7 separate regions of the Mus musculus genome follow, and all the other regions are linked to region 5. Evidence: chromatin contacts called from public HiCAR-type, HiChIP or PLAC-seq and promoter capture Hi-C data. All regions are on one chromosome and are shown on one strand. The core of a region is the stretch at or near the end of the contact, and the rest is flanking DNA. Distances in the headings are between cores, read along the strand shown.

The links. Promoter capture Hi-C pulls out the DNA fragments that hold promoters and counts their contacts. HiCAR-type assays count read pairs that join an accessible place to other places. HiChIP or PLAC-seq counts read pairs in DNA pulled down with a chosen protein or histone mark. Capture Hi-C pulls out chosen DNA fragments and counts their contacts.
Region 1: a contact with region 5 is called in a HiCAR-type map of astrocytes, with 3 times the contacts expected there. The contact joins the enhancer-like site here to the promoter of Vim in region 5. A contact is called at or near these places in 2 of 39 promoter capture datasets (liver and pre-B cells), 3 of 484 Hi-C or Micro-C datasets (embryonic stem cells and uterus), 2 of 115 datasets of contacts at active chromatin or transcription factors (astrocytes and embryonic brain) and 2 of 9 other capture datasets (adipose tissue and liver).
Region 2: a contact with region 5 is called in an H3K27ac HiChIP or PLAC-seq map of large pre-B cells, with 3 times the contacts expected there. The contact joins the promoter of Rbm17 here to the promoter of Vim in region 5. A contact is called at or near these places in 1 of 39 promoter capture datasets (pre-B cells) and 2 of 115 datasets of contacts at active chromatin or transcription factors (astrocytes and large pre-B cells).
Region 3: a promoter capture Hi-C map of liver shows a contact between it and region 5, with 4 times the contacts expected there. The contact joins the promoter of Mindy3 here to the promoter of Vim in region 5. A contact is called at or near these places in 1 of 39 promoter capture datasets (embryonic stem cells), 4 of 484 Hi-C or Micro-C datasets (B cells, CD4 T cells, LSK cells and 1 more), 11 of 115 datasets of contacts at active chromatin or transcription factors (T-cell acute lymphoblastic leukemia, astrocytes, effector CD8 T cells and 6 more) and 3 of 9 other capture datasets (adipose tissue, embryonic stem cells and liver).
Region 4: a contact with region 5 is called in a promoter capture Hi-C map of the HPC-7 cell line, with 6 times the contacts expected there. The contact joins the enhancer-like site here to the promoter of Vim in region 5. A contact is called at or near these places in 4 of 39 promoter capture datasets (the HPC-7 cell line, hippocampal neurons, liver and 1 more) and 3 of 115 datasets of contacts at active chromatin or transcription factors (acute myeloid leukemia, astrocytes and stem cell-derived neural progenitor cells).
Region 6: a contact with region 5 is called in a HiCAR-type map of astrocytes, with 4 times the contacts expected there. The contact joins the promoter of E030013I19Rik here to the promoter of Vim in region 5.
Region 7: an HNF4G HiChIP or PLAC-seq map of pancreatic cancer cells shows a contact between it and region 5. The contact joins the enhancer-like site here to the promoter of Vim in region 5. A contact is called at or near these places in 2 of 39 promoter capture datasets (liver and pre-B cells) and 3 of 115 datasets of contacts at active chromatin or transcription factors (astrocytes, forebrain and pancreatic cancer cells).

The regions. Positions count from the first base shown.
Region 1 is chr2:11,765,095-11,768,741 of GRCm38.p6, reverse strand. It overlaps Fbh1 (F-box DNA helicase 1), which reads left to right. Exons shown (of 21, transcript NM_015792.2): 3 at 1,031-1,620. Among named protein-coding and RNA genes, the nearest start is that of Fbh1, 11 kb to the left of the region's middle. Within about 2 kb of position 1,466, at least 42 of the 459 cell types and tissues checked have an H3K27ac peak or open chromatin away from gene starts, as enhancers often do. A contact at or near this core is called in adipose tissue and astrocytes, where this site is marked.
Region 2 is chr2:11,600,779-11,604,706 of GRCm38.p6, reverse strand. Rbm17 (RNA binding motif protein 17) reads left to right here and starts at 1,508. Exons shown (of 12, transcript NM_152824.1): 1 at 1,508-1,622.
Region 3 is chr2:12,418,053-12,422,124 of GRCm38.p6, reverse strand. It overlaps Mindy3 (MINDY lysine 48 deubiquitinase 3), which reads left to right and starts at 2,665. Exons shown (of 15, transcript NM_024185.4): 1 at 2,665-2,966. The coding sequence starts at 2,873. It also overlaps the pseudogene Gm13321.
Region 4 is chr2:12,315,595-12,319,708 of GRCm38.p6, reverse strand. No RefSeq gene overlaps it. Among named protein-coding and RNA genes, the nearest start is that of Itga8, 16 kb to the right of the region's middle. Within about 2 kb of position 2,153, at least 100 of the 459 cell types and tissues checked have an H3K27ac peak or open chromatin away from gene starts, as enhancers often do. A contact at or near this core is called in the HPC-7 cell line and acute myeloid leukemia, where this site is marked.
Region 5 is chr2:13,572,822-13,576,374 of GRCm38.p6, reverse strand. It overlaps Vim (vimentin), which reads right to left and starts at 2,064. Exons shown (of 9, transcript NM_011701.4): 1 at 1,381-2,064; 2 at 774-834. The coding sequence starts at 1,943.
Region 6 is chr2:12,299,528-12,303,530 of GRCm38.p6, reverse strand. It overlaps E030013I19Rik (RIKEN cDNA E030013I19 gene), which reads right to left and starts at 2,285. Exons shown (of 2, transcript NR_040353.1): 1 at 1,942-2,285. Itga8 (integrin alpha 8) reads left to right here and starts at 1,587. Exons shown (of 30, transcript NM_001001309.3): 1 at 1,587-1,954; 2 at 2,560-2,693. The coding sequence starts at 1,749.
Region 7 is chr2:14,618,818-14,622,652 of GRCm38.p6, reverse strand. All of the region lies in intron 2 of Cacnb2 (calcium channel, voltage-dependent, beta 2 subunit), which reads right to left. Among named protein-coding and RNA genes, the nearest start is that of Gm32741, 16 kb to the right of the region's middle. Within about 2 kb of position 1,967, at least 31 of the 459 cell types and tissues checked have an H3K27ac peak or open chromatin away from gene starts, as enhancers often do. A contact at or near this core is called in pancreatic cancer cells, where this site is marked.

The DNA of each region.
Region 1 (3,647 bases), core at 217-2,716, 1.8 Mb after region 5:
AGGCTGTTTCAGACCTAATTACAAGTTCTAATGCTTAGCTTGTCTGTGGATAAGCCAGCTTCTACCTGCCTTTGGCAGGCAGAAGTTCCTCAGGCCTCTGAGGCTGAGTGCACAGCACTGTTTCACTGCTGTGTGGCTGGCTTCGCCAACTAGGAAGTGTCCAGATTCACCCAGGCCTGACTAAAGGACACTGTCTCTTAAACTGCTGTGGAGCAATTATAGTTGATGTTTCCTCTCCCCAGCGTGACAGTGTTTTCATGTCCATTCATTCATTTAAAGGCTAATTCTGGCTTTGACCATTCTTTCTTTTCAAAGTAAGGATTTTGGCTTTACTATTTAGAAAGGAACTGTATATATTGTTGTATATTGATACTTTCTTAAGAAAATACTGCAGTGATGTTTGAGATCGCAGTTGTTTGGGCTCTGTCTTCAAGGTGATGAGGTCAGGGAATGTCGTTTCATAGTCTTCTCAAAAGTAACTGTCCTTAGAAAACACTGACTGAGTGCATGTGAAGAAGAGATGGGATCAGGCTAATAAAGGGAGAAAAGTTCAGCTCTTTGTTTTAAAAATGACAGATTCACCATAGGAAATAAAAATAAAATAAACTTACTTGCAGGATCAGATGAAGAATAGATACTCTGGACCTGATAAAGCATGTTTCTTTCTGCTTATACAGACTTAGAATTGCTGTTGCGGGACCAAGAGAGAGCTGCATTGTGCCTGCCATGTGACTATGAGCAGCCATTTCTTGTGTCTCTGCCCACTCAGGTGTCCAGTGTGCAGCATCTAAACGTATGCATATATGTGCTTACAGGCTAGAGTGTTGACCAGTGCACACAGTTGTCTCATGCTAAATATGGGTCAGATTAATTTTATATTAGCTATTTATACAACCACTTGACCCATAAGCACACCGGTGTGTCTTTTCTCCGTTAGCATAGATAAATTAAATAGTATTACTCAGGTCTTCAGTGGGTCAGCAGCCACTGAATTTTTTTCTTTTTCTTCTTTTTTGGGTTTTCTCTATAGGTCGAGGATGTCAGAGATATATTTCTGAGTTCTTCCTAGCTGGCCACCAGCACTGTACCAATGACATGGCCAAAAGCAATTCTGTTGGCCAGGACAGCTGTCAGGACGCTGAGGGTGACATGATTTTAACTGCAGAGAGCAGTTGTACTCTGCCTCAGGTGGATAATGGAGAAGCGAGGCTGGGCTCATCAGGATCTGCACAGCCTGCCAGGAAGCGGGCTCACTGCTTTGAGGAAGCCACAGAGAGCGGCCAGTGGGATGGCGTTACTAAGAAGACACCGCGCCATCGTTTGTTCCCATCGTGTTCAAGGCTTAGGGAGGCCAGGCAAGGGGCAGAGGACAGTTTGTCCCAGTGCTCCCCAGTGCCGGGGGAAGCTGGCCGAGACATTGAGGACATTGGTCCTGATCCCTTGCCTGACTCATACTATGGGCTTCTTGGAATGTTGCCTTGTCAGGAAGTGCCCAGCCACATTTGCAGGCTGCCAAGTGAAGTGCTGAGACACATCTTTGCTTTCCTGCCAGTGGAGGACCTCTACTGGAATCTCAGCCTGGTGTGCCACCTGTGGAGGGAAATAATCAATGACCCGCTGGTAAGTTAATTGCTCAGTCCTCAAACAGCATACAGATTAGCTTCACTTAATGGGGATTTCTGAGGAGAGGACCTTTTCAAAGTGGTGGTTTCCCTTTGCCTCATGAATGAAGAACAGACTACCCAGGTATCTGGGGCCATCCAGGCATGCCCCACCAAATCTTCTAGAACCCTTCCTTCCTTCTTCTCACATCTGCTTTTATCTGTGCCCTGACCTTCCTTAGACTGTGTATGTCTGGCACCATGTGGTGTAATCACACGACCCACTTAGATTAAGGTCACTGTATGTCCATTACCATCTTGCATGTTCTTCAAGACTTCATATTGTACAAACTGTGCCTTCCCATCCTGTCCCATTGAAGTCCATTATTTCCTCTTTACCATTTCAGCATTTTATAGCTCTGTTAGTGTAATTACGGTTCTGCATTTGGTCTTAATAACCCGTTCTCTTCTATGCCTTCTTTCATTTCCCTCTTTGGATAACTTAATACTTCCATTTTCTGTGCTCAGACTGGGCAGAGTGACTGCCTGTTTTCCTGCCTTCTCTCCTTTTTTGCCTAATCGTTCTAGAACAGTACTTTTCTAGAAAAGACTCTCCTCTGTTAGGGAGGCAGGTATCTGCTCCCTGTAGAATAAGCATTATTCTCTTATTTATCTGGGTCTTGATAATCTTTATAGTTTGTGTTTTCTCAGCGTATGTAACGTTGTTTATGGGAAGCTTAGGCCTGAGACCCTCCTTTGGACATTTTCTTAGCACATCCATGACTCTTGAATTGTCTTTCTCTTTTCCTTGTGGTGACCCAAACACTATCAGTAGCATTTGTGGTACAATTAGTACGTTATTTTGTAGCATAGTGACAGCTGCTAAGTACAGTCTTCACACTAGCTTAGATCTCTATCTTAGATCTCAGGCACCCATACATTGAGCTTCATACAGCCTAAAAGAGGAAAGCGAAATTTTTCTTCTAATTATGAAAGAGGTCAGGAGAAATGTCACTAGCTTTCCACCATGGCATCTTAGTTGCTGATTTCAGAACAATGTCTATGAGTTTAGATGTGAGCCCTGCTTGCTGACACTGTGTCTGTCAGCTAAATGGCAAGCTGTTGTATGCACTGAGCGCTGTGGGGTGGGGATAGGGAGGGGCTGGGTTACACAGAGTTCTTGGGACCATATCCAAGCTTGTCTTTCTCTCTTAAAATGTTACAGTGATGTCACTCTGGTCATCGACAACAGCAGGGTGTTTTCAGTAGTTGCTCTCATGTTATGGCAGTGCTGGCCTCACCAAAGGAACTTGGCACTTTCCCTCCTCTTCAGTCTTTTGGCAGAGTCTGAGGCATGCTGGTGTTGATTGTTCGTTAAATGTTCTGTAGGATTCCCCACTGAAGCCATCTGGTCCCGGGCTTTTCTCTGGTGCAAGTTTTGCTGTTTGATTCTGTCTCTTCACTCTTTATCTTTCTGTCATTCTGTTTCTGTTATGCAGACTTGGTGGGATGTGGGTTTCTAGGAATTTATCCATTTTTGCCCCTTGTAGTTCTTTTACTTCTGTGGCATTAATTTTAATGTCCCTTTCATTTTTCTTAGTTGATCTAGCCGAGGGTTTTTAATTATTGTTATTACTGTTACTGTTATTTTTGTGCAGTTTCACTGCGTATCCCAGAGTAGCTTCAGATCGTCCATCCTCCTGCTGCTGCCTGCTCCGCTTGGTTACAGACAAGCACTTCTATGCCCACGTCTGCTCTGCTCTTTGTAATTTCCTTTCTTCTGCTAATTTTGACCTTAGTTCCTTTTTTTCCCTCTTTGAGGTATGAAGGTAGTCTGGGTGTTTTTAGATCTTTTCTTTTAGTGCTAGGGATTGAACCTATGCCCTGCATGTTCTAGGCAAACACTCGGCCACAGACGCTCTACTGAGCGCGCGATCCCTTTCTGTTCTAAACAGAAGCCTCCTCCCTGTAAGCTAGCTGCTCGCTGTTTCCACGGTGTCGGTTAAGTTGTGTTGTGTCTTCGTCTTACTTGTCTTAAGGTGCTCT
Region 2 (3,928 bases), core at 259-2,758, 2.0 Mb after region 5:
TTTTTTAAATTTTTATTATTTATTTATTTATTTGGCTTTTCGAGACAGGGTTTCTCTGTATAGCTCTGGCTGTCCTGGAACTCACTCTGTAGACCAGGCTGGCCTCGAACTCAGAAATCCCCCTGCCTCTGCCTCCCGAGTGCTGGGATTAAAGGCGTGTGCCACCACGCCTGGCACTTTCAGAATTATTTGAACACTTTCTTGTAAATCAGATTATAATGTTGGTGTGTTCACTTGTGTAAGGTCCACCTCCACAGTTTTATGATGGCTATTCCTGGTTTTCAACTCGACTACATCTGGAATGAACTACAATCCAGAAATGGAGGGCACACAGGATCTTGAGGCTGGAAGACACAGGCTGCTGACCCAGATCTTGACATGGAGATCATGAGACAGCCCAGGCAAGGTAGTGCACAACTTTAATCCCAGGACACTGAGGCAAGCAGTTCTCTGAGTTCAAGGCCAGCCTGGGACAAAGCAAGTTCCGGATCCAGGTGTGGAACTTGAGGACATAAAGACATTGGGAGAAAGAAGATTGACTCACTCCTCGTCACCTTCTTGCACTTACTTGACAGCATCTCTGTTGGAACCGATTTCTTCAGATTGTAGCTTAGACAGAAGACCAGATGAAACAACCTACTTCGTGGGACAGAGCAACTACTAGATTCTTGGGTTTCCCATTCACAGCTGCCCATTGTCAGGTTAGTTGGACTGCAGAGTGTAAATCATTGCAATAAATTCATTTAATATATATAGACAGTCTATAGGTCCTCTGACTATAGAGAACCCTGACTGATACATTTTTCAGCTTGAATTCACCACCACCACCACCCTTTGCGGGGGGGGGGGGGGGTTGTTGTTATTGTTGCTGTTTTTCAAAATAGGGTTTCTGTGTAGTCCTGGCTGTCCTGGAACTCACTATATAGACCAGGCAGGCTTTGAACTCAGAAATCTCTGTCTCTGCCTCTCAAGGGCTGAGATTAAAGGCATGGGTCACAACTGTCCAGCTATAGCTTGAAATAATTTTTACATGCAACCAAAAATATGGGGAAAACATATTTACACAAAGCCCTGGTTTCTCTGACCTTTCTTTTGCCATTTGCTGCATTTTTATTCCAAGCGAGCAAGGTTTATAGTGTTTACATTCTTTCTCTGAAGACCTAGCTCAGTGTGTGTTTTTAATGCTATTAGATTCTGCAACATCTCGCCTGCAAATTTATTTCCACCATTTAGTATATAAGGGAATAGTTGGGAGTGAATACCTGGAGCCTAGTAGGGGATTCGGCTCCTACTCCAAGGTCAGAAGGCACATGAATCTCGAAACCTTGTGCCAATGGCGCCATCTCTTGGCCGGCAGAGAGGAGATGCAATGTAGTCCTCCCGTCAGCAGGGTGCAGTGCGAGCCGGAGAGTGCAGCTTTGCTTCCGCGAGTCACACGCAGGCGCAGACGTGGACTCCCGGCAGCCTCCGCTCTCTTACCCCGCGCGGTGCATCCCTTTGCGGACTCCGTGGAGGCTCGGCGCTGCGGCGGACTCCGGCGGTGGGCGGGCTTCCGCGCAGGGCGGCCGGGCTCCGCGCTGCCGCCGCCGTGGCCCATGGGCACAATCGTCTCGGAAGGCCGGGTGAGTGGCGCCGCGGCGGCCCTGGCAGGCGGTCTGATCCGGAACGTAGACTCGGGTGTGCGCGCCTTCACGGATGCGCTGGACGCGAGGCCGCGGCTCTAGGCCGCGCCGTGAGGGGCGCGGGGATGCGGGCGGGGCACCCCGAGCTGCCCGGGGGGTTCCCAGCCCTCCACGTTGGGCTCCTTCAGCCTGCCACGTTCCACCGGGCCACCTAGATCCCCCCTTCACCAGTCCCGATCCTCTTGACAGTGAAGAAAGTACCTTTCTCCTCTTCATGGCCCATGCCCAGACCAAGTTGTTGGGTCGCAAGACCGCAGTAACCCAGACTGCGTCGGGCCTCAGGAATGGAGAAGCCAAAACACAAACCCCAAAACTTGTTTCCTTCCAGAGCACCTGAAGTGAAGGTTGAGGCCGTTGTCTCACCGGGACAGAGAGTGTCTGTTGTAACCCCCGGCATGCTCAGGCCTGCGCTAAGGGGAGTTTTAGCGTTCATGTCCCTCCGCTAGCTTTCGAGCTTCTTCTGCTTGGACCAGTTGTGCTCTGAATGAGTGCTGCAAGCTCAGTAAGGTGCTTCTCCAGGGGTTAGATCTCTAAGAAGCTCGTTGGAAAACCCAGGCCTGGATTGATCCGAAGAACCAGATTACAAGCTGGAAAGACCTGGAAGAGGAGTTTTATTACAAGTGGAAAGGCTGCACCTATGAGGAAGAGGGAAAGCAAGAGCAGAGAAGCGCTGTAGAGTATTCTGCAGTTTAAGGCTGTGACAGAGGATGAAGAGGGACTTAGAAGGGTGATCAGTCAGACCTTCCTTTGAGAAGTCAGGAAGGGGGGACCATTGACATAAGTTCTTGTTATAATTCTGCTTGTTCTGGGAATAGGTGAGGCCTGTCTCTCTGCAACAGGTGGCTCTTTTAAATCATGGGGACACATTTATACTGGGCTGAGCTGTAAACATTTCGAGATAACAAATTTTAGTAAATATGAGTAATGGAGCCCAGGGTGGCAATATGTCTGGAATTCCAGTGCTTGGAAGGTGCAGGCAGGAGATTAAGAGTTCCGAGGACAAGCCACACGTGGAAATCACATGTGTGATTTCCTACAGGCGTCATTTTTCTCCTACCATATGGGTTCTTGTTGACCCCCTGATTTGTTATTATGTACCTCCTCCCCCCCACCACCTGTCCCCCGCATAAATTTTTCACACATCTTTCCAACAGGGAAGAGTTCCCTCTAGTAGGTCATTCTACAAGTCTTTCAGAACAGTAGAGAAATCTGCTGCGCTGTTTGCTTTAGTTACTCTGGTTAGTTTGTTTTTAACAGTCCCTGGCCAATGGTATCTTGGTAATACGGATGGGAAATGTGAACTATCAGAGATGGCATAGCTACACACGGAAGGGTATAAATGATTCGGTAAAACATCATTAAGTCCTGAGTATAAGATATGATTGTGGTGTGGATCAAGCTAACAGAGGTAGACTTTTAGACTTGTGATGGTTACTCTTGGTTAGCTACATCTGGAATCTACTAAAACCCAATGGCTGGCCACACCTGTGAGGGATTTTTATTTATTTATGGACAGGGTTTCACCTGTGAGGGATTTTATTTATTTATGGACAGGGTTTCTTTTTGTAACAGCCCTGGCCCTCCTGGGACTCATCGATGGTTCTGAGCCACCATTACAGGTGGTTGTTGGAAACTGAACTCAGGACCTCTGGAAGAGCAACCAGTACTCCTACCCACTGAGCCATCTCTTTGGCACCTGGAACTTTATAGTTAATAATGCCCCACATAGAGAGCTTCCGTCTTACTCCATTATCAGTTCTATAACTGAAGGATTTGACTCATAAGTCAGTTCACCATAGTCTTTTAGATTGAGAATTAATTCTAGGCTGGACATAGTGGCATATCCCAGCACTCAAGAGGTGTAGGAAAGAGTCACAAGTTCAAAGCCAACCTCGTCTTTGTGATAAGTTCAAGGCCAGCCTGAGCTACATGAGAGCCCTGAGGACTTTTGTTTGTTTGTTTTTTCTTTTTTAGTTTTTTGAGAGGGTTTCTCTGTATAGTTCTGACTGTCCTGGAACTCACTTTGTAGACCAGGCTGGCCTCAGAAATCCGCCTGCCTCTGCCTCCCAAGTGCTGGGTTTAAAGGCGCGTGCCACCACGCCAGGCTGAGGACTGTTTTTAAACTAGTGCCTAAGTATAGTTTTGCAGATTAGAAAGAACCCTGCATTTGTGACAGGAGGGTCCATGGTGCAGCTGTTTTAACACAGAGACATTCATAACTTGCTTCTGCTTTGCATCTTTTAATC
Region 3 (4,072 bases), core at 1,416-3,915, 1.2 Mb after region 5:
GAAAAACAAATATAATATTGAATTATTAAATGAATATATACATATACATACACACACACACACACACACACACACACACATACATCTATTTATGTATATATTCTGCCCTCCGGCCTCTGGTGAAGCCCAAGATCGTCAAAAAGAGGACCAAGAAGTTCATCAGGCACCAGCCAGACCGATTCGTGAAAATTAAGTAAAACTGGCAGAAACCCAGAGTCATCGATAACAGGGTGCGAAGAAGATTCAAGGGCCAGATCCTGAGGCCCAACATTGGTCACCGGAGCAACAAGAAAACCAAGCACGTGCTGCCTAGCGGCTTCCGGAAGTTTCTGGTCCACAATGTCAAGGAGCTGGAAGTGCGGCTGTGTAACAAATCTTACTGTGCTGAGGTTGTTTGCAGCGTGTCCTCTAAGAACCGAGGAGCCATCGTAGAATGAGCAGCACAGCTGGCCATCAGAGTCACCAATCCCATCGCCAGGCTACGCAGTGGAGAAAATGAAGAGATGGCTTGTGTGCATGTTTTGGGTTAAAATAAAATCACAAAAACTGCAAAAAAAAAATTACACCTTCCGTTTGAGATATGTATGTCTTAAGAGTTGGCAAAGCTGGAATGTTGGTTTGTCACAGGAAGTAAATTTTAGTCCTAACTTTCAGTATATGTTTCACTCCTTTGATTAATACTTATTTTATTATAATATTTCATGCATCTGCATTTTAGGAAAAAAGTAAATAACTCTCTGCAATTGTAAGGATACCATGGTCATAGAGAGTTACAGATGAAGTACTGTGAAATTTCACAAGTTATTGTTGGTTTAGACTGTAATGACTGAAGAAAGCTTTATGTAAAATAACATGCATATTCTGTCTTATAAAATAGCTAAGATTCACTGTATAAAATTAGGTTAAAGAAAACTCTAGGACCAATAAAATAGCACATTAGTAGATTAACACATAAAACAGATTAATGAGTTTGATGCCTAGCCTGAAACATGCCTTCCATCCTCAGGAATGAAAGACCCCATTACCTCAGGTTTTCCTCTTATACTACATGTGTGCCATGCTATGCAAAAACCCATATGTGCAAGTGTGTTTACACACACACACACACACACACACACACACACACACACACACACACAGACACACACACACAGACACACACACAAATAAATAAATGTAATTTTTTTTTTTTTTTTTGAGACAGGGTTTCTCTGTATAGCCCTGGCTGCCCTGGAACTCACTTTGTAGACCAGGCTGGTCTTGAACTCAGAAATCCATCTGCCTCTGCCTCCTAAGTGCTGGGATTAAAGGTGTGTGCCATCATGCCTGGCATGAATGTAATTTTTTAAAAAATAATATAGAGAATACAAGAGACATTTTTAAAAACTCATGAGGAAGGCCGTGGTCACAACAGGTATTTTTAGCAATCCCCTGGTACTACAGGGAAGAATGCTTTAAAAAAACTATACATTAGGAAACCCTTGTTTTCAAACTGGGTGATTTAAAATGAGTTCATTTATCTTAACTAGTTAACGTGGAACAAGATAAGATATCTGTATTTTGAAATCAGCAAACTATGTGTCTTGAAAAATTACTATATTAAATAGCAAGGTGCCTAAAATGTGAGTCATTGGTGTTGCATCAAATTGCCACAAAATATCTTAATGAATAAAATATCCCTTGTTTTGTGAATATATTCCATATGCCAGAAAGGACCTGGATCCTTTTACACATTTTTTTTCTTTTATACCTCACAATATGTGTAATGGTGATAAGTGTATGGCAATTACTAATTTAGGGAACAACAATCAAAGGTGGAGTGAAGCTAACTTGATATTCAGCATGGAAGAGTCTGGGGTTTTCATGACTCAGAGTCCGACTTCCAAATAAGTATGAAATACTGCATTCCAGAAACAAATAAGCAAACAAACACCCCAATGTCCACAAACTTTTATAATGCACATTTGCCCTTTCCATTCCTAATTGTCAAAGCCAACCAATGAAAATTCTTTTTTAAATGCCACAAATAGTTTTCATACTAAGTATAATGGAATGTTAATCCTTGAATAAAACCTGGGTCTTTAATCCCAAGTACTGCCAACATAGGGGCCTTAAAATTTCGATATGAAATCTGTGCTATTTATCAATTGGTTGGTTTAGGTCAGCTTAGCCCCAGTTAGCTTTGTAATGTGTTATACCTGTAGAGGTATTTTAAATACACAAATGCATTTACAGGTGTAACTAGCTAATGACTTGGTTGGATTTTTTTTTTTTTAAGGTTTATCAAGAGACTGAGGAAGGCAACTTTCAACTCAAGGGTATAGCCCATCCTCTTATAATTCTAGCTTACATAATATTCTAGATTTCAAGGACCAGGTAACAGCAAAAGCCTCAAAGCCTGCTACAAAAGTAGAGCAGAAATCAATTTTTTAAAAAAGGTTAAGAAAAAAAGTAGAGCAGAGTCCAGGAGAGGAGGTCTCAGCCCCCTGGTAGGGCAGTGCAAAAGTCAATAGTCCAACTATCCCCAAACAGGACAGCTCCCAAAAAAAGCCAAAGTCTCCTAGCGTTTAGAGACTCTCTCTCCACTTCTGCTTCCGGGGAAGAGATTTTTTTTTTTTCTCCCAGCCCTCCGCGGGGGCGGGGCTAAAGGAAGCCGGAAGTCAGGCCGCTTCCGGCAGGGGAAACTCCTAGTTGCCGCTTCGCCCGGCTTGACAGGCGGTCTGTGCCGGCAGTGTGCTGCCCTCACCCATCTCGACCTCCCGTTCGCGTCCGACCGCTGCCGTCCCGCTGCCCTTTTCTCGAGCCTCCCCTTCCCTATGTTCCGGGACCGGAGTCCGAGAAGCAAAGACCCACTTCTTGTCCAGTTCCCATCATGTCCGAAGTGACCAAAGAGCTGCTGGAGCTGGTGTGGGGCACCAAGAGCAGTCCCGGACTGTCGGACACCATCTTCTGCCGCTGGACGCAAGGTACCAAGGCAGGGCTCCGTTCCAGCCGCTCAGCTTGGGCTCCGGGAGTCGGGCCAGGACGCCTCTTTCGGTCCCATTACCCCCGCTCCACCATCTCGCCCCGACCCCATCACCTCGGGTACCTGGCGCTTGGCCCCAATGCCCATTCTTCACCAGTACCCGTGCTTGGTCCCAGTAACCACGCTTTAGGCACTCGGGGCACCCGCGTTCTGTCCCAGTAGCTCCAGCCCCTCCGGTCCCCTCACTCCTTCCCTGTGCTCGCGCTTAGTATCCCGGCTTCAGTCCCTCTAGTATCCGCACTCTTTCCCCGTACCAGCCCTTGGTCCCAGTACCCCAGCTGCGGCTGCTCGGCTTCCCGCACTCGCTTTCTTTCCCTGTACCGGCGCTTGGTACTAGTACAACTCTAATCTTCCGGTACTCGCACTCTTTCCTACAGAGTTTGATCCCAGTACCCCTGCTCTGACCACTTTCGGGACTCTGCGCTCAGTTCTAGATCCCGGACTTGATTCCAATAACCCGGCTCAGACACCTCGGGTACTCTGTGTTAGGTTCTATTGCCATTGCTCTGGCCTGTTGGATACCCAGAGCTAGTACCCCTGCTCCAATTAGTGGTTCTCAGCCATCCTAATGTTGTGACCCTTTTATGCAGCTCCTCATGTTGTGGTAACCCCTAATTATAAAAGTATTTTGTATAAAAGTACTTCATAACTGTAATTTTGCTACGGTTACGTAGTAATATAAATATCTAATATGCGACTCCCAGGGGGTCGCGACCCACAGGTTGAGAACCATTGCTCTAAATGGCTTTTGATGAGGAAGAGTTTGAGTGAGAGAGTGTTTACCAAAGAACGCAAGTGCCTCTGCCACTCTGGGCTAACCTGCTGCAGGAGTGAAAGGGGAGGGGCCCTGGGACTGCAATGTGTGATACAAAGAGGGTGCCACTGTTAAGATCATTACATCTCCAGCCTTCGAGTGAGCTTTAAGTTATCGTCAGTGTTTGGAATGTTTTTTGGATGGGTGGTGGGAGGGTGGAGATCTAGGTGAGTAATACGGGAAAGCAGTTTCATGTTGTAATTAATGTGGTTAGGTGTGGTGCTCTGAATGGA
Region 4 (4,114 bases), core at 904-3,403, 1.3 Mb after region 5:
TCAGGGCCAGGCATGAGAAACCTCCATTCAAGTTGCTACTAAAGGGCGTTGAAGAGAATCCTCAAACAATTTAGGCATTGCCATTTTTCTTGGCTGCCTCCCAGAATTTGAAGATAAGACCTGATTACTAAAGACACCAGAGACTTTAGATAGAAGACCTAAAGGAATCAGACTGGAGCTGACCTGGACATCTCCTCTCTGACTAGCTCTCATAGCAGAAAAAAGACACCATGCAATCAATGGTACTATCCAGTTGTAAAGCCTACAAACCACAGAAATGACTGACTGCACAAGGAGTCCCATGAATGCAATAGTGCTACTTATATCTTGGGAGTAACCACCCGCTGACTTTAGTCAGAAACACCATGAGCTATCCAGAGGGCTTTTAGAACTTGTACTAGCATAGAGGGCTGTCTCAACCAGAGAGAGCCTGGAGCAAAAGGCTAGCTGTCTCAACCACACACACACACACACACACACACACACACACACACACACACACACACACACGGGGAAGGAGAGAGAGAGAGAGAGAGAGAGAAAGAGAGGAAGAGAGAAACAGTCTGAAAAAGCTGTCTCAACCAGATTACAGAGCCAGGAGCTATAGCTGTCTAGGGAGCCACCTCCCTCAAAACATAGGCCGCCATCTTGGACCTACCATTTGACTTCGAGTCATTTGTTTTTGCTGCTCTTAAGCAACCCCCCCCCTTTTTTTTTTCAGAACCCTCTCCAAGCAGAGGCTGGTCCTTGGCAAGATCCAGATCTCATTTGTTCCTAAGAGAACACTGTATGGCTTGTGCCAACCCACATTTCAATGGTCACAGACAGCAGTTCCTGTTAGAAGAAACAGAAGTGGGCAAGAAAGTTCAGAACGCTTCTGTTTTAACCACTGCCAAGCCAACCTTGACCTTTCTCTCTCTCTCTCTCTCTCTCTCTCTCTCTCTCTCTCTCTCTCTCTCTCTTTTATTTATTTTTCTAATAGCAGAGCAGAAAGCTGGCCTGTGAACTATGTCCTCAGAGCCATCTTGGGTCCACAAAGTTACAGGAAAGCTGAAGACATAGTATTCTAGATTAGATTAGAAAGCTGCTCCTGGTCAGACCATATGTTTCTAACTTGGTCAAGCTTGAACTTAGCTTGTGACATCCCAACTACTTCTTGATTGTCGTTGGCCTTCTGACCTAAGGAGAACATTAGAAGGGACTTGGAAAGAATGTCCTGGCTATGCACACAGCCACACATTTTCAAGTCCTAAGCACATATCACCATCATCTTCCCTCTTCACTACTGGCCATCAGAAGTGAAGCTGTACATTTAAAACCACGGAGCAATAAATCAAATGAGTTTATCCCAGGGTCTTCCCTCTCTTATTACGATAATCTAATAGTCTCCCTCAGTCCTGCGCAAAGCACAAATCTCCATCCACTACAGCAAGCTGTCCACATTTGCCATGGCATGCTTCCAAAGCATGGTTATTTGGCAAAAACAGGAGTGTTTTTAGCAACAAAATCCAAGACAATTGTGAGCTACAGTCTGAAACCAGCATGACACAGGCCAATTAAGTACACATCTGTTATAGCTGCCTCCCAGCTACTCACGGAAGCAAAGCATCACCAAACTCTACACTCACTTCTTCTCCAGAAGTTAGAGGCCCAAATTTGTGTAATCTCTGGATATCTGCTTTAAACCTCTAGACTAAAAAAACAACAAAAACAAAAACAAACAAACAAACAAACAAACAAACAAACAAACAAAATCCTTCAGAGAATCTGGCTACTTATTTTAGGTTAGCCACAAGCTCCCATCATCCTTAGCTGCCTGAATGCTGGGACTAAGTGTGCAGGCCACAGACAGCAACTCAGTCTAAAATGCTTTTTAAACTTTCTTGTGAAATTTATTTTTAAAACTCTATTTAAACGCTTAGTGTTTATATGCCTAAAAATAACAAGTTATTTGAAATAGATATAAATGAAACTCCAACTAAAAGGGACTTAAACAAGGCATTAAGTATAACTCATACGTCAGAAACGTCCAGAGGGGAGTGAGGCAGACACTGGGTGTTCTCTATCCCATGAAAGCCCTGATGTGTTGCCATCTTTCTGTGGTTTGCTCATTTCTCCATTTCTCTGCTCTGATGGCTGCTGTCAGCAGTTGGCCCAGTAGACTTCCTCTTTCCCAACCAGGAAGACAGAAAGCTTCACTCTCCACCACGGTTGGCTGAGCCTGGACCAATCAGTGACTAATTGTCAGGCATTGCCTGGCTATGCCTGAGACTCAAACCTCATCTCATCCCTGCCGATTTTTGTCCATGGAAGAGCGGGTGGCAGAAACTGTTTTGTTTATACCAGTCAGAGCCTATACATGGACTGACTGGTGAGTCTTTCCCACTTGATAGTAATGGAGGAATGAGTGAGTGAGTGGCAGGAGATGAGCCACAAATAAGGAAAGACTGGTGAATACTGATAGGCAAACAACCAGTAAATATCAATTGCACCATCTCCCTTTATACAAATAGCTATCGCTCTTAGAATTGTAATGACCCTTTATAGATGTAAACCATCACATGGTTTCTAGAGGCCAACGGCAAAGATAGAAACGAGATAGTATTTCTCCAAAGGAGCAATTAGGTTGCTGTTAAAAATAACTAGAAGCTGATATTGTGAGAGCTGAGTTCTAGAATCTCAATCTCTCTCTCTCTCTCTTTCTCTCTCTCTCTTTGTCTCCCTCCCTCCCTCCCTCCCTCCCTCCCTCTCTCCCTCCCTCACTCTCCACCACTGAACATTTGCATGACCCTGGGTATCAGTACAGGAAGAAAACAAGAGTGTCTATGTCACAAGGATTGTGCTGAATCATACAAGGAAAGAGCTCATGCAAGGCAATAAGTAGCCATCATTGTTACCCAGCCACTGGGGTGTGAGCTCTCCATGATGGACAGAGGCATCACCTGCGCTTTCTGTTTCTGAGATCTCAGTGCCTCGCCTGTCTGCCTGTCCTTGTACACAGCTCGTGAACTTGTGAGGAGAGAGTGCATCTGCTTTCCTCTATCACTGACTCACTCCGGAACCAGCTTCAAGGGAAGGAAAGAGTTAAAAAGCCCGGGGCCAGCACAGCTGGAGCAAGGCCTTGGTCCAGAGCCCATGCTGAAGGTCTGGAGGAATGAGGTTTGGGCAATTACTCTGAGTGCTACTGGAACAGTGCAGCTGACAAGGACTAAGGAATGAAAGGTAGAAGTGTTGCTTAAAGACCACAGCAGGGCGCTTGGCTTCTTTCGTTTTGTTTTGTTTTTTGTTTTGTTTTGTTTTTGAGCCTGACCGGCAGAGGGCCAAGATGGGTCATCTGGTTTGGTCCCCTCATCTTAAAAAGAAAAATCTGGGAATTTCTCTGTGGGAAAAGAAAGCAGAGAACTCAAAGGACAAAAGACAATAGAGCATTTAATCCAAAACATCTACAAGCAAATGTTTTCATGGATTTTTTGGATTCTCTATGAAGGGAGAAACTGACTACTAAGGGAGAGGCAGGTACTGTTTCCTGTGGAAAGGCTTCAACTAGGGACTCTGTGTGTATGTGTATTAGTACAGAGCGTAGACCCTGCTGCTCTGGACAGAGGAGCAGACCCTCCCAAAGGTTTCTTTGACCTCTAGGCTTCTGCCAGTGTATGGCAGAATATTGGTTGTAAGAATGCATCCTGCTAGATGGTGGGGGAAGGGGCAAAGCAAACCAATCAAACAAAGCCCAAACTGTGTTTCAATATGAGGTTATCAAAATTCTTTTTGGATTATGCAGAAAATGATGTAAAAAGAAGTGGTAAGAAAGATGTTTTACAGTTTGTTGTAAACACAGCTTCAGATTTATAGAAAATTTCCAACACACACACACCCTCTGTATGTATCATTTCATTAAACCGAGGACAAAAATATTCTAAAAATTAAAGTTGTATTAGCTGTGGTGGCACACACCTACAATCTATCTTAACACTTGGGGAATTGAGGCAGGAAGACTGCAAGTCAGATCTTGTCTGAGAAAGAATGTTGAATGAATCAAAAAATAAAATCTGTACCAAATGTTTTAAGACTTTTGCTTACAATTATCCCATGAACAATAAGAGTATAAGGCTTA
Region 5 (3,553 bases), core at 815-3,314:
ACGGCATACCTCACAAGCCTGGCCCAGACACAAGATAATGGATGTTAGCAAATACTTGTGTCCAATTGGAACTGTGGTTACATCATTACATATTCAATAAGAATGTAGCCTGTTGCAAAGCTGCTCTGGGAACACAAAGGCCCCTATTCTTTCTGTCCAGAGCCACCGCATTTGCCAGAACGTCCCTATCTACATTCCATAGTGAAGCCCATAGAAACCTTTAACACCCTTGAGCTACGGGAACAGATGGCTTCTTTTCACCCTTGTTAGATTTCAAAAATGGTTGTGCAATGACTCTTCTGCTAACTTTCACGCAGTGCCGAACTTCGAAGGAAGAAAGGGAACTTGGCTTAATTCCAGTTAAACTTTCTCATCCTCCAGAGTATTCTACATTTCCAACTGGAGGAAGCAACTGTGGTTTTTATGACCTTGTGAAAGTTAGCCAATTTCACCTTCACAATCCACAATGTAATCAAATTGTAACCATTCAATATCCGAATGTCGATATGTTTCAAAAAACGAAAGGAGAAATGTTTCGGGGGTGTGGGGGATCAGAAAAATCTGGAAACGAAGCAGAAAATAAAGCCTTCATGTTCCAAAGACTGCCCTAAATAGTGGAGTTTTTCAATCTGTGCGCTTTCCGCCGCCAGGGGGCTTTACAAGCAGACGTGAAGTTCTGCACCTTTTAAAACCTAAGGGAAGTAACTTTTAGAACCGCTCGCGGGTTGGCTCCATTGGGCTGCTGGCTGCATGTGAAAAAGAAGTCTACAAACCTGTCTGAATGACTGCAGGGTGCTTTCGGCTTCCTCTCTCTGGAGCATCTCCTCCTGCAATCTGAAGCAGCAGCACATTAATCAAAGGGGAACTGGAAAACCGCCAGGGGCGGGGCGGCCACACCCAACCACAAATGCCGCCAAGCCTTGAGTCCAGAGCTGCTGTGACACCTCCACCCACAGTAGTTACTGCAACTTGTCGAGGTGGCAGCTCTCTGCAGGTGTTAGCTGGAGTTGGGGCACACTGGAAAAGACAATCACTGCCCTTCCCTTACAATTACAGCCAATCCCCTGTCCCAATATCCCAGATGCCTTTGCCATCTCTTTGTCTGGAACCCTTCACACCCATTCTTTCCTCCTGTCTGGTAACTGTAAGCCCAGAAGAAGGACCTAAGAAACTTTCTAAAAAGTTCAATGGAAGTGCTTGAGTGAGGCGAAAAGAGAAATGTTCACTGCAAAGTTTAGGTTCAGGGTGGGGCCCGCTTCCTCTGCTATCCTCCAGACAACCGCCACCCCAGCCACATCCCCAAGGGCGTGGCAGCCCCAGTGCAAGGCCCAGGACTCCCCTCCCTCCCACACCCCACCACTCGCGTAGGTCAGGCCTTACTTCTCTCGCAGCCGCATGATGTCCTCGGCCAGGTTGTCCCGCTCCACCTCGACACGGGCCTTGTCGTTGGTGAGCTGATCCACCTGCCGGCGCAGCTCCCGCATCTCCTCCTCGTACAGGTCGCCCAGGCGCGACTTGCCCTGGCCCTTGAGCTGCTCGAGCTCAGCCAGCAGGATTTTGTTCTGCTGCTCGAGGAAGCGCACCTTGTCGATGTAGTTGGCAAAGCGGTCATTCAGCTCCTGCAGTTCTACCTTCTCGTTGGTGCGGGTGTTCTTGAACTCAGTGTTGATGGCGTCGGCCAGCGAGAAGTCCACCGAGTCTTGAAGCAGCCGCACGCCCGGCACGCTGCTCCGCAGGCGCACTGCCGAGGACCGGGTCACATAGGCGCCACCGGGGGATGAGGAATAGAGGCTGCGGCTAGTGCTGGGGCGCAGTGCGCTGCCCAGACTGTAGGTGCGTGTGGACGTGGTCACATAGCTCCGGTTGGAGCTGGGCCGGCTCGATGTGCCGGAGCCACCGAACATCCTGCGGTAGGAGGACGAGGACACAGACCTGGTAGACATGGCTTCGAAGGTGGGCTGGCTTGCTGCGGCTGGAAAAACTGCAACAAGGGAATGAGGGCGCGGTGGCTGTGAATCGTAGGAGCGCTGGGGTCTCTGGGGTCCCGGAGCAAGAGTGGCAGAGGACTGGACAACGCCAAGGGCGCTGCTTTTATAACACTGTTAGGAAAGAGGGTCCCCTCCCACTGCCATCCTAGCCGCCGAGCGAGCCAGCCAATGGGGACCCGGAAAGAAGTGAGGAAGGGGGGTGGGGGAGGGAGCTCCCCTCGAGCCTTCCTCCAGGGCTGTAGGGTATCAAGCACAGTCCTGTTACTAATTGGAAGTGCTAGGCCTTTCAGGGGCTTTCCTGGTGATCACCCGAACTCTCTACTCACCCTTGGGTGCTGAGAAAGAAGGGATCGCGGGAAGGATTCATGGGGGAAGGAAGGGGGGCTCTGGAAAGTTGAGTAAAGCGATCCCTGGCACTGGGCCAAAGGGGCGTGGGACTAGGCGCGCTGGTAGGAGGGGCGTGGTCGCAGTCGCAGATCTGCGGTCTTCTGGGACTGGGTGGGTGGGGAGATCCGAGAGCGGAGGAGCAGGAAGAGCCTGCAAAAGCAGTCCTGCAGATCGGAAGCCGGGGAGAGAGAAACAAAGAGGGCCCGAGATTGGGGGTGGAGAAGCACACAGCCCAAGATATCTGGCTCAAGACCTTTGCAGAGGGCTTGTTTGACGTGGTCATATCCCCTGATCTAACGGACTCAGTTCAACTAGAGAGGATTAGGAGCCACTGCCTCTGGAGTAAAGCCCAGGGGACGGGGTGGGGTCGCTGAGTCAGTGGATATGACTCATGGAGCCCTGAGGGTGAGATCGTCTAGCGGTTCAGGAAAACCGTTAGTTGAGATTGACTCCAGACTCCAAGAGCGCTAAGCTCATTCATTGTCCGAAGTTTTAAACCAACTTTGAGAATAACCGTTCTTGTGATTGTTGGGGAAGTGTGGAGAGTTCTCCTTAGAAAGAAACTCTTGCAGACCCGGGAGAGCCACAAAACACATCCACACACCCCTACCCCCATCCCCACCCCTGACGACAAAAGCTCCCTCCCTCCCTCCTTCCCTCCCTCCCCCTTTCTCTCTTTCTTTCTCTCTCTCTCTTTCCTGCATGAAACCACACCCTAAGTTCTGGGTGAAAGAGGAAACTACTTTGGTAATTTCAAAAGCAAGCCCAGTGATCTCGGCCTTTCTGAAAGTGGACTGCATTAGAAGATAAGCAAGTCGGACAAGAAACCATTGGGTTTTGCTAAAAAATCCAATTCGGTGAATGAGTTCGGAAGAAAGGCAGTTATGTAGCTCAAGTGATAAACTGAAGAAACAGATTTCTGTAGATTTTAGAGCAGCGATGCAGGGGAGAAGATTCTAGTGACTTGTCTGGGCAACGCCACAGATCCTATTTTCCACAAAGAAAAATCATGAAATCTAACTTGAAATGGCGACAACTGTCCACAAAACAAAAGGTTCAGAGTGTTGAGATGCAGCGACTGTCACCTTTTCAAAGGGAAAATGACCAGCTCAAGGCTATTGCTTCACGTTTGCTTCTAGGCAAGACTAAGGGGTCTCCGTTCTCCAAGGGAAAAGGAC
Region 6 (4,003 bases), core at 1,036-3,535, 1.3 Mb after region 5:
TATCAACCTTCTGATGGGTCCCCCAGTTGTAGGAAGTGGTACTAATTATTCTTAGATGAGTAAGTTGGCATCTTATTCATCCACTCACTTCACTTATTTTCTCCTAAGTAGGTAACTTAAGACTCAGCTTAGATCCTTTCTGCTGTGCATCCTCCCCCAATCTCAGCCTTTTCCTTAACTTTCATGGCCCTTTTCTCCTTTTGTCTTGTCAACCAGGTTGGGATTCCCTTGTCCATCCCTGCTTTCTTTTTATTCAGATGACTTGCCACTGGACATTTGAATCTCTGGTGCCTATCATATTTCTGCTTTGGCTACTTTTGCCTGGATCCCTGGTCTCAGGATCCATCCAGCCCTATTTCAGACCACTCCTTGGATACTCCTTTTCACTACGATCTTGTACATGGTCATCTAATGCTAGGAGATTAGTGCCTTCAGTGTTTCCCTCATCTGCTTCCGGGAGGTCCAAATCTAAGTCTCCTATTCAAATTCTTGTCTACATCTAAATTTGTTTCCAACTTTCCTGAAATTACCCAGAAACAGCTTGCCCCTTCTCTGTCTCTCTCTCTGTCTCTCTGTCTCTGTCTCTGTCTCTGTCTCTCTCTCACACACACACACACGTGTGTGTGTGTATATATATATATATATATATATATATATATATATATATATATATTTAACACAGCCTTCTCAGGCTAGTCTTGAACTTGTTAGGTTAGCCCAGGCTGTCCAACAAAAGATCCTCTTATTACAGCCCCTGCCCCCAAACAAAACAGTGTTGGGATTTCAGGTATGTGTCACCATGTCCCACACTTCTTTGCCTACACTTAAATTCTGTGTGACCTCAGAGTCATGTTGTTTTTTTTATCACCAATCTATGTCCTGAAAAGTTTGTATTTATAAAAAACCATTTATACACACAGTTCTAGTCTGCTCCCTTCACCTTCGGGCTCCTCGAAAGATCAACAACTAGTACTGGTGAGGAAGAGATCCTGTTGTCTCAAACTTTCACTCCCAAGCCCTGCTTTTGAAAACTGTTAACTGCAGCATTTCTGACTTTGCAGTCCTTCATCACAACCTCATAGGATAGAGGTTTATACCAAATCATACAATGTGCCAGAGATGCCCTTGAGAAAGACTGAGAAAACCTACAGGATTTTTGTATTAGTATGTCAGCGGAATAGGAGAGGAAGAGGGTTCTTACATTCCATTATCAAATCCCATTTACTGAGGAAGAAACTGATTTACCCTCAAAGGTAGAGGTGACAGCCATATAACCACTCTTTTCTGGAGTTGGTATACTCTTTTGTATGCTTGTATCCGAGCTGCGCAATATTGGGAAATCATTAAATTCTCGCCGCATATGGAACACCGCTTCTCCAAAACAATGACTTGAGGTGACATCCATAAAATTTAGATGGTCCTTAAACTAGAGACTCGAAATCTAGCGGGCTCAACAGGCACTTGCCCGGTCCTAGACCGCAAGCTCCGTCCTGCAGCCTGAGAACTAGCCGCTAGAGGGCGCGAAGAGCGCGCCGGCCCCAGCCAGGGGCTGGAGAGGGTCGAGCGCGGGATCCGCTGCTGCAAGCCCAGAGCAGCGGGGTCGGCGGGCCGCACAGGGCGAGAGGACTGTCACTGTGGACGCTCCTAGCTCACCGACCCGGGACACCGGCCTCTGGGGAGCGTCAGGCCTTCTCCTCTGGGCTCCACGGCTCCCGATCCCGGGTGAACAGCGTTCGGGAAGGAGGGCGATGTCTGCGGGAACCCACTGTGGTCCCCCGGGGAACCGGGCACCTCCGTTCGCGCGTCTCTGTTGCGTCTCGGCCGCGCTGGGGATGCTGTGGTCCCCTGCGTGTCTGGCGTTCAACTTGGATGTGGACAAGCTCACTGTGTACAGTGGCCCCGAGGGCAGCTACTTCGGCTACTCACTGGACTTCTACATACCTGATGCGCGCACGTAAGTTGCTGGGTTGGGTTGGTGGCTTGGTGGCGCGCGATTCCAGGTCCTGTCTCTGTCTCTCAGAGGTCTCCGCAGCCAGGAGGAAAGGATGTCTGATATTTCAGGCAACTGCCCACTCCGGGTCGGATTCTGCTCTTTGCCTGCTACCAACATCTTTCCTCCTGACTTATGCTAAATAGATGTGCCCATGAATCTGGGATTGGAGATGCTCCACTGGTATATAAGTTCGGATTCAAAGACAAGAGCATTATACAAAGGAGAGAGTGGGGCGGGACAGACTCAGGTCAGTTTTAAAATAAGGACCGCGCAGTCTGTTCCTACGGAATCTCATAGCGCCTTAGGTTGCAGACAGTTGGGATCTGCCTTCCCCATCACAGTCTCCACCTACCTCCACCTAGACAGGCAGAACCATTAGCAGCCTCTTCCAAAACCAGGTTTCTGGTGCTCATAGGCTTCCAAAGAGGAAATCAAGTTTGGCAGTCTTTCCACAATAAACCTGTTTGTGCCTGCCGCTGCTGCCGCAGTCCGGTGGGCATGCTTCTACAGACTGGGCACACGGGTAAATGTTCCCAGAGGAGTGACTTTCTCCAATCTCTTTGCAGAGCCAGTGTCTTAGTGGGGGCACCCAAAGCCAACACTAGCCAGCCGGATATCGTAGAAGGGGGAGCTGTCTACTACTGTCCCTGGCCCTCAGAGAGGTCTGCACAGTGCAAGCAGATACCGTTTGACACCACCAGTAAGTGATGCTAACCTGTAGTGTGGCCCCTGGTTGAAAAGAACCAGAGCCATTCCTCGCGGCAATTTAGTGTTCTTTCCCCCCCTCCTAATGTAAATCTGAGTGTTTGGATGCATCTGGTAACATCCGTTTCCCTACTGTTCAGAGGTGAACACTAGGGGAGGAGGTGCTTGGGACCAGTAGAAACCCACAGCTGTGAGGGGAGGGGAGCACAGGCTTAATACTTGGTTGGCAGAGGCAGGCTGGTGTCTGTGAGTTCGAGGCCGGCCAGAGTTACAAAATAACCTACACTATAGAGAATCGGGTTGGTCCTCAAATATAGAGGTGGAGACTGATAAAGGACTCGCTTGGAGTATTTGTAATTCTCTAGTTCCCAAGTCCGGAGGTGAGACTTGCCCTGTAGTAGATCCAGACTGCAACCTGGGGTGCTTGACATTCTAATTCTTTACAGAAAGAATTTTCTTTCAAAATACTGGACATTAGATGCAAAATACTACAGGCAGAGTGTGGATGGATTATATTCATTTCCAAAAATCCCCCAGACAGATGTTTCTTATTTAATTAAAGGGAAAATACCATTTCATCTGCTGTTTTTAACTTGGATCCTAAGAAAATAATTTAAAAGGGGTGTTTTGAAAACACCATCACTCGGTGTTTTAGCTTGTAGCACCCAAATGTTAGCATTCAAATAACATATATTATTAGAGAATACCCTCTTTTTTTTCAAAGATGCAAATATGTCAGGTCAAATGACGGCGTGATGGGCAATAAATTAAGATTCCTTGTACACGTCATACTTTAGGACATTGTTCTTACTTTCCCTGTGGTCCTGTGGTTATCTAACTTATGCATCTAGGATTTATGTAAATGTGCATTTTCACAGAATTTTGAAAAAATTGATTGGGTGGTATGTACCCATGACGTTAATCTGTGTCATTTCTGTTGAGAGGGACTATCAATATGGAAATCATTTTGAAGAAAAATTATGCAATCTTTACCTTGAATTATGACCCAATTAGAAAAACATTTCATAAAAAACATTTTGAATTTATATTTCCATGCCCATCCATTGTCATACTATCTTGTTTGTTATTTTATTAATGGTTCAGTTATTTGAAAACAGATTTATAAGGCTTTACTTTATTTACATTCACATTTAGCAACTGGAACTTTTAAATCGTTTGTGAATAAAACAGTGGCGTTTTGATCCTTACTGATCTCTACATCAGAATAAGTTCCTGGGACGGGGGTGGTGGTGGTGGTGGTGGTGGTGCAGGGGGGTGCTCAGTGGGGAAAGAGCTGGCTACAAT
Region 7 (3,835 bases), core at 718-3,217, 1.0 Mb before region 5:
ATCTGAATAAATATAAAAGATCCAGAGAAGCAGAACGAAGAACACTGGTACTAGGAGGAAGTGGAATTTGTTTAGAATACCATGTTCTGAAAGTGTCCTGCAACCTTCTGTTAAATATTTGCTTCATTCTACGTTGTCACTCTGATGTGCTTTCTGGAAGCCCTTAGAAGCTACAGGGTTACTGAATTACAACCACAACACATGTTGGTAAGACAGAATCCCAGATGAGTGTCTGGGTCCTACCCTGCCAACCACAGTGAATATTGGTCCTTGAAAATTCCAGAAAAAAAAAAAAGAGTGAATTCATAAGACTCAATTTCTAACACAATAAACACAAGTCAGCACAACTCCAGGACATATAAGAGTTATCAGGACAAACAGTTACTGAGTCTTGGCCAAGCATGACAGGAACCTATAGCTGAGCTTGCATGGCAGAGTACCTGGATTGAAAAAGTGGCTTTAGTATGTGTTGAAACAAATCAGATCTAGCAAGTGGTCTCTTGAGCATTTGGTGTGCATCTTAAGAAGACTTCATCAATGCAAGCTGCAAGACCAAGTGTCTTTAGGGGAAAAAATGGAGAAAGAAAGGAAGGGAAACAGGAAGAGAATAGGAGAAATACAGAAAGCAGGAGGAGAGAGAGAGAGAGAGAGAGAGAGAGAGAGAGAGAGAGAGAGAGAGAGAGAGAGAGAGGAAGGGAGGGGGAGAAAGGAGGAAGGGATAAAAGAGGGACAGAGAAGGGAAGGATGAATGAGAAGAGGAGGGAGATGGTGTAGAGGAAGGGAGGGAGGCAGACACAAAAACAAACTCTGTAAAATAAAATGGTCTGTTCCACTCCGTACAGCTGGTTTAATTTCAATGACCACACTTACCTGCAGATGTGCATAGTTCTCCTTAACCTCGGAAATATCAAAGAATTTCCACTGTCACTGGAAGAGACCAACACAAATGTTCTATCCTTCGATGTCAGTTAGGCTCAGCTGTTATTTCTAGTCTAGCTGGCTTTTTTTTTTTTTTAATTGCTTTTGGTTTTTTGTTTTTCATTTTTCTTTCAGTAAAGTAATTTACCCCACTTAGTTTCTGGTGTTAAAAGAAATGTTTTCTTTCTAGACAATTGGCCCTTGGAGATTTTATCTTCTTTCTCTGGGTTTGTAAGAAAACTTGGTTCATGTAATAAGAACTAATGAAAAATAGAGACCTGTTATCCATACATGTATCCCAAACCCAGCCAAAGAGCACATAGCTTGTATCGGCACAAAGACAACCTTGGTACCTACAATTATCTTAACAGTACAAGACAACAGTGCTTTGTTTGTTCAATCCCTTTTAGTACATAAGCAATCTGAACAGTACTCATTGATTTCACATTCAGTATCTACAAGTCATGGGTAGCACTTTTTGCCCTTTAATCCATTAAAATTGAAGTATTTGTTCTACTTACAAAACCAAGGCCCCAGCAGACTATAAACTATTTCTGAAGTAGCCTCACATAAAACGAGGTGTAATGTTTGCCCAGCCTCACCCAGATTCATGACCTGGATGATTCCTGGGACCACGTCAGCCACAGCCAGCCCTCCAAACAGACCAGTACAGGCTACAGATGATTCACAGTCAAGTTCATTTCTGTTTACTTAACACAGGATGGAAGCTTCCAGAATTCTAAAATTCTAAAATTCGTATGCTCCTGCGGATTCTTGGAAAGAAGGAAAGAAACAAACACTCTTCCAACTATGTCTGTCCTTCTCATTACCAACAGGGACACTAAACTGTGACACAAACTGAGAACTCAGGCAACTTCTAAAGGAAGAACTAAAGGAATGCTGGCATTGAGGAAGTCATGAAGCCAGGCTGAGGAGACTGCTCAGTGAGAGAGAATGTCCATAACTTAGGCGTGAGGGCCTGAGCATCAGCACTGTTGTTAATAGCTGGTTGTGGTTGCATACATTATGACAATGTCAACACTGTGTGGGGTAGAGATAGGAGGATTACTGAGGGGTTGCTGGCCACAAGCCTAGGTCCAGGTTTAGTGAGAGGATTAAGGTTGAGATATAGACCAGGACTCTCAACATCCTCTTTTGGCCTGGCCTTCACACACACACACACACACACACACACACACACACACACACACACACACACTACAATCATAACACCCAGTGAAACTTTAAAACAATAAGACTATTCTCTTTTCTTCCCTAAAGAGACTTCAGAGTAGAGAGTAGCTTAGTGTTTTCAAATTTTGATGTAAAGTGTGCTCGGGATCATGTGCAGGAGACACTCTGTTCCGCCAGCTGGTGGCGCTGCCTTAGGAGGTTATGCAGCCCATGGGACTGACATAGCTAGCACAGGTGACATAGCACAGGTGACATAGCACAGGTGACATAGCACAGGTGAGTCACTGAGGCTGGGCTTGATGGTGTTATCCCTTTCTGGTCTCAGGCAAAGTCCTCGAATCCTCTTATCTTCAAAGACACAAGCAGCCTCTGCCACATTCTCATGCCAGCATCCTGGACCAGCATCCCGTGAAACTGTGACCTAATCCCTTCCTCCCTCAAGTTGCTTCTGTCAGGAATTCTGTTACAACTATGAAGAGACTCATACAGTGTGTTACATACTAAAAACAACAGTATTAATTTTTCTTTATGCTCTCCTCAGCTAAACAAGTTAAACAATTGTGATACATGCTCACTAATCTGTCTTTTTGTAACAAGAGAATATGATGTCACCAATAAAGAAAATAATAATAATCTGGAGTCCGCTGCCTCAATTCAAATCCTCAATCCAATCTCCCTCCTGATGTGACTATATTACTTTATTTCCATGCTTGGGTTTCCTCATTGGTAGGATTGAGCCCTAGACACAGTAACGTTTAATAAATATCAGATGTCAGTACTTCTTCCCAAATGCTTTGTTCTTGTCAATGTTTTAATAAATGTTCAAAATAAACATTGCATTTTAAAGTCATAATAGTGAAAGTTGTCAAGAGTGTTTATTTGCATATTTCCAATTAGCATACAGGTTTTAACTCTTGTAACGCATACAACTAGGTTTTTTTGTTTTTGGTTTGTTTTGGTTTTGGTTTTGGTTTGGTTTGGGTTTTTGTTTTGTTGCTGGTTGGTTTGTTTGTTTGAGGAGGCCTATTTGTAATGTGAACCTGGTGAGATATCAAAAGGCAGAGTCATTGAGAGGTGGGTATGACCTAAATATATTGTATTCATGTGTGAAATTACCAGGGAATAAACAAGCAAACTAACAAACAAACCTAGTTATTCATTCAAAGGCCAACTAGAAATGGCAGCACTCAGTCTCGGCAGATAACTATCTCATGCTGCTTGGAGGAAACCATTTGGAACACATCTCACAATGCTGTGATTCACTTAACAGAAAAACAGGAAAATCATGCGTTCAGGATCCCGTGCCCAAAGAGCATGTGAAGGTAACACTTTATACAGAACAGAAATGAGACAAAATAAAAACACAATGCGCTTTCTCGCCAATGAACACTTTACAAAACTGCAAGTCAGGACAGGAGTTTTCCTTGAAATGTTTGATGCGGAATATTAACTGGCCTATTTCATCATAACACGCTCATAGAGAAAGAATGGAGAACCTAGAGTAACCTTTATTTCAATATCATCTCATGTGAAAGCCCACTGAGGTTGGTAATACACAGCCAACAAGCCTGTGGGCAAAGGCCCCTTCAGGACACAACACTAGGCCCAGCTCTAGCATGAAACTGACATCCTAGAGAGAAAGACTTTTCAACAGGGCTGGGCATGCGTCATCCTTAATATCCCTGAAATATCACTGACGTCAAATAGGCTCCCAAGGTCAGAA